Regions from separate parts of the Sus scrofa genome. Here region 1 is linked to region 2. A link is a contact called in public Hi-C data. All regions are on one chromosome and are shown on one strand. The core of a region is the stretch at or near the end of the contact, and the rest is flanking DNA. Distances in the headings are between cores, read along the strand shown. Region 1 has its middle 210 kb from the start of TSC22D2. Region 2 holds the start of RNF13 (E3 ubiquitin-protein ligase RNF13).

Region 1 (2,700 bases), core at 14-2,513, 400 kb before region 2:
CCTGCTGCGGGGGTGAGTCCCCAGGCCATTTCCCAAGAGACTCTCCACTCCCCATGGGAAGCCAGGAGGTGTGGTCCACCGATGGGTGAACCTGACAAATTAACCTCGTGCCCTCAGGTAACAACACATGATCCCAGTGAAAAAGACCCCTGGAAGAGTGACTCCTTGGATAACAATTTCAGGCACAGCTTTATAGGGAAGTGATGCTGAGATACAGTTTTTTGTTTGTTTGTTTTTTTAGCAGGGCTCCTCACTTTATATTGAAAATACTAATGACATCTACTTGCATTGGTAAAGGGTTCTCAGAGCACTTTCACCTATTAATTAGTTCAGCTGACCCTCCTAAGAACCCAAGGAAGACAAATGAGGGAGATACTTGTCCTCATTTTTGAGACAAGAACATTGAGAGGAAGTGAGGTTGTGACTCCTTGGAAGATCCTCATGTAATGGAGAAGAGGCTCAACCTCAGATCTTGATTCCCCGTCATTCAGCACTTGTTCCTAGACCAGCATTTCCTGTAAGCTGTCTCTCCCATTACCTGAAAAGAGGACTTTGGTAGCAGGTATTCGTTTTGGCATCCTCAGTGCTGGCATTTTCTGAGTGCTTAATATCTGTATGTTCAGCAAATGAATTTTAAAATCCTGCCAGAAGACTTGTAAAGTGATGCAGCAGCTTTTGTCAACCTCCTTTCTACGTCTTTCCTCCCAGCTACACCTACACTTACACAAACACACACACACACTTTAACCCTGCAGGCTATAGTTTTCCTTCAATCTTTCTTTTTTCCTTTGTCTTTTTTAGGGCTACACCCTCAGCATGTGGAAGTTGCCAGGCTAGGGGGTCAAATCCAAGCTGTAGCCGCCAACCTACGCCACAGCCACAGCAATGCCAGATCCAAGTCGTGCCTGTGACCCACAGCGCAGCTCACGGTCACACTGGACCCTTAACCCACTGAGCAAGGCCAGGGATTGAACCCGCATCTTCATGGATCCTAGTCAGATGCATTACCTTTGAGCCAAACGGGGAACTCCCCAAGCTATGCTTTTTTTGATACTTCTTGGAAAACCTCGGAGAACCAGAGAAATCTAAGGATCAAGAGGGAATCAGAGGTGACCTCACATGTATTGGGAGGCCCCAAATGGTCTCTGGACATGTCTTTAGATTTAGAAGGTAGAATCTTAGCTGAATCCTGACAGTGCTTAGAATTGTTCAGCTTGCGCTCCGGGATCTGCTCTCCCAAGGTCAGGCCTGCCTTCAGTGGTATGCAGTGCCCTGCAGGAGCCACAAGAGGGAGCCAGTGGCGTGGAGAGCCGGCCTTAAAGGATTCTCTTGCAGCAGAATTGATCCCCCAGAGGCTGGACTGAACCCACAAAAGGAATCTGGATGGAGCGCCAAAGTTGGAGAAGGAGGAGGCTTTGGGGTTGGGGAAAGTAATAGAGCGAACTCTAGAAAAACTAGAACTGTAGAGGAAAGCAGAGAAGGAGGGTGTCAAAATTGTAATTAATCATATTTTATATAAAAAATAAATCGAAGGGGACTTTGTACTATTCTGATTTTTTTGGCACAAGTGCATATTATTTTCATAATTACCAAAGAATAAATAAACATATATTTAAAACAAATGGGAAAAAATAGAACAAACAGTGAGCACAATGATGGAAAAATCCCATAGCTGCTCTGGAGTTCTGGAAAAAATCAATGTCATTCCTAGTTTTTTTTTTTTTTTTGGCTTTGCTGCCAGGCTTTGCCCCCATGCCTCCACATCTGCACTCGCATCCACTGTCTCCTTTTCCTCCACTCTTTCTCTTAATGATCTCTCTGTAATTGTCTTCTGAACAAACTGCCTTTAGTATGAAATTAATATAAATAAATTAAAAGCAGGTAGAATCAATGTTTTGCAATAATTCTTAATTGAAGCTGTTATCATTTCTACTTCTTTATGAAAATAAACTCCCACATGACTGGTGCCATTAATGTGCTATAAATACAATTGTCAAAACTTCATTAGAAACTATAGTGAAACTATTTTTATTGCCTCTTGGAAGTCTCTATTTAGAGGATATGTTTTATGTATCCTGATAGGCAGGGCTATCAAGCAATGAGAATGATTTTAATTAAACATCTTAGACTTCATGTATCTAATTGACACCTTCCCTGCAAACCACGGGAACCAATATGATTATTAAGGGCATCAAAGCATTTGGCTTAAGAAATTGCCCTCTGAGTCCATTTAAAACATACAAAGAAAAAAATCAATTTATGTCTTGCCTCTTTGGGACTCCCAATGTTATTAGCCATTTTAAAATGTGTTTTATGCATTCAAATTTAGCCACTGGTGACTCAAAGCTTTTCTGGAAATTAATCCACCCTCAGAGGATGAAGACACACCACATCCATTAGGGGCTTTAGTATCAGGAGCAGGAGGGAAGGATGAGAGGAATCTGGTCTTGCCATTGAGGCTGGAGCTCTCTGATGGATGGGAGAGGAATATGAAGGTTCTAGTCGTTTGCAGATGCCCTCTAAGTTTCTCCCTGGTACCCACACAGTAGAGAGGAGCCTCGGGTGGAGCCTCTGCTCACTGCCCCACCTCCAAAAGTGGTTTTAACTGGTGTGGGCCCTGGGGCAGTGGTGCTTATATTGTTCCAGAACTTCCCAATCATTTGCCTGTCACAGATACATAAAAAGGGCTGATGCCAGAAC
Region 2 (2,700 bases), core at 144-2,643:
ACCTTAAACAAAACTACATGAAATAATATTTACTTTTACTCCACAGGATGTGCTTCGATATTTTTTTCCCTTCTTCTTCCTAATGTTATTGCACAAAATTGATTCCAAAATCCATTAATAAGTCCCCATGGGCCCTACACTGCACTTCTTACCTCCTGTTTAAAGCTCTTTTAAACTGCTACCACAATTCAGTTTTATTACTCTGAGGTAGAGCTAATCTCCTCGATCCATTAAAATTTGTCCTTAAAAAGATGAAATTGTTGAAAAGTCCTTCCTTAAACCTTGAACTGATATTTCTCTAACAAGAACTCTTTAGCGGCACACCCATCTTATTTATTTATATTGTATCCAAAACTGCAGATGTTCTCCTTGGAGAACAACACATCATTGTTGAAAGGAATGCATTAGTTTTCACTGTTCCTGCTGCATCACTGACATAATAGTTAACCATCAGGCAAGACTGGAGCAAAACCAAAGGACCTGAGCAACTACTCAAGGTGCTGAAGCTACAACCGAAACAACAGTTTTGGAACTATTGACAGATTAGGACAAAGTAGAGAAATCTACCAAAAGCTGGCAGAAAACACTCAGTGGCTGCCACCAAATACGTGTAAGTGCTTCTGGGATCGCCTGGCTTCGTTGTCTGCCCACTCCCCCTCTGGGACAGAGTTCTTTCATCAGTACGGGTCAACTCAATAAGCGCCCTGGCAGAGCTGCCAACTTTAAGGGGGCGATCCCTAGCAGAGTCACGTCCCACCTCCAATTTAGCTTCCGGGGTGGGGGTGGGGGGAAGGTTTAAAAGAACAGAGGCGAGTGCCCTCTTTTTTGTGTCAAAGACTAAAGAGTTCCCACAATTAAAGTCAAGTGACTTTGCCCAGGGACTCTGCAGCAAGTGCTGGACCAGGAAAAGCCTTCCGGACATCTTCCCAGACTCCAGCCACCTTACGAGAGGAATGTAAAAAGCAAAACGGATAACATAACAACTTTGGATACACACAAACTCACAGGATGGTAATGCGAGGGGGACTCGACCCTTCAGGGGAAGCCCTTTTTATTTTACCTTTTGCAAAACACCTAATTTCCTCCGTGCCCAGTCTGGGGAAGAGCAGCAAAGAGCTCAACGGTGGGGCCGCCTCGGAGTTCCAGGGCTGGTAAGGGGGGTGTGTTCTCCCCGCCAGGCCCCGCGAAAGACAACCCGCCACCCGGCATCCACGACACGGGAGTGCTCTTACCTGGAAGCCTGACCTCGCAACACAAATAGGCTCCCCTGCCGCCTTGCTGCGGGAGAAGTCCCCTAACCTGACTTCATGCCTGAATCTCCGCACCGACCGCCACAGCCTAGAGTCGGAGCGCGGACGACAACACCAAGGCGAGGCGGAAGTCCCGCCCCCCAACCCTCATTGGTCTTCACTCGAAGATAGAAGGAAGCCATTGGGCCACAGAGCTGCTCGCTAAGGCTCCTTCCCACTCTCACGCTGGGTCTCGCTCCGTCTCGCTCCAGTCCGGCTCGGAGAGACACCCAGCTTGCAGAGTCGCGTTCTTGGCCTCGTGATCCGCCCGCTCTGGAAGGGCAGGGTGGGGCGGGCTTCTGGAACAGGGATGAAGGGTCCACTTTTGGCGGGGAAAGGGGTAGGGATGGCCAAGGGGATAGGCTCTGGAATCCTGCCCTGTTCCTCCAGGAGTGGAGGCCGCGAGGTCAGGTGGGGAATGAACCTAGTGGCCAGGGCTGGCCAGCCTAGTCTGTTTGGGCTTTGGGGCCAAAGCAGACCGAGACCCAGCTGGCAGGCTGCCCCTGGGCGGGCCTTGGCTCTGGAGCGGACGCGCCGCCTTCCTGCACCACACTTAACGACCGCGGAAGAGGCTAGGATGAGGCGTCATTCCCCTCTGCAACATGCCCCGGTTGAGACTGGTAGATATGGGACCAAAGTCAATGCTTTAGTGTTTAAATAGCGTTGTTAAGAGGTGCGAGCAACTGGAGGACTAAACCGTAGTCCCCGGGTGCATGAGTAGGAGCCGTGCTGACGTCAGCGCTCGGCCTGGCACGCGATACCCCGAGACTCAGCAAAAGTTAAACCCTGTGATTTTTAACCTTCGTCAGCCTTTAAAAACCCTTATCTCTTTTAAAGAACCAAAAAAACTCCACCCCTCCGCCCTCTGGTAAACCTTCCGAGCCCTGGGTATTCCAATTGAAATTTCAATTACCCGAATTGGAACATCCACACTAATTAACCATTTGCTAACTAGCCACTTTAAAGAAGCAATGTGGGTTACTGCAAAGATTGCAGTCATGAACTAGAGTGCCAGGAAACCTAGATTCTGGCCCTGCTCTGCTTCAAAATAAGGCCCCTTTAAAAGTCCATTACAGGCTTTACAAACTTCAACCTCATCTTCTAAACAAAGGAGGGGTGAGAGGGAGTGATTCCTTAGAACACCTGTTTAACGTCCTTGGCTGTAACTAGTAACCTTAATTTCTCCGGGGAGACCTGAGAAATAGGAAGACTCCCTATTATGTATCCTTTTGTGCCTTTCAAATTTTGAACTTTGTGAATAAACCCTACTCAAAATTTAAATACAAAAAATTGTCCCTTCATGGCTCAGCAATTAAGGAATCCGACTGGGATTCATGAGGATGCGGATTCAATCCCTGGTCTCGCTCAGCGGGCAAAGGATCTTGCTTTGTGGTGAGCTGTGGTGTAGGTC

The links. Hi-C and Micro-C count contacts between places; a contact is called where the count stands out from the background.
Region 1: a contact with region 2 is called in a Hi-C map of liver, with 5 times the contacts expected there. The contact joins the enhancer-like site here to the promoter of RNF13 in region 2. A contact is called at or near these places in 1 of 5 promoter capture datasets (liver), 4 of 47 Hi-C or Micro-C datasets (embryonic fibroblasts, heart right ventricle, liver and 1 more) and 1 of 2 datasets of contacts at active chromatin or transcription factors (skeletal muscle).

Annotation. Positions count from the first base shown.
Region 1 is chr13:90,430,619-90,433,318 of Sscrofa11.1, reverse strand. No RefSeq gene overlaps it. Among named protein-coding and RNA genes, the nearest start is that of TSC22D2, 210 kb to the left of the region's middle. Within about 2 kb of position 1,263, at least 4 of the 83 cell types and tissues checked have an H3K27ac peak or open chromatin away from gene starts, as enhancers often do. A contact at or near this core is called in liver, where this site is marked.
Region 2 is chr13:90,033,381-90,036,080 of Sscrofa11.1, reverse strand. It overlaps RNF13 (E3 ubiquitin-protein ligase RNF13), which reads right to left and starts at 1,393. Exons shown (of 9, transcript XM_013980793.2): 1 at 1,233-1,393.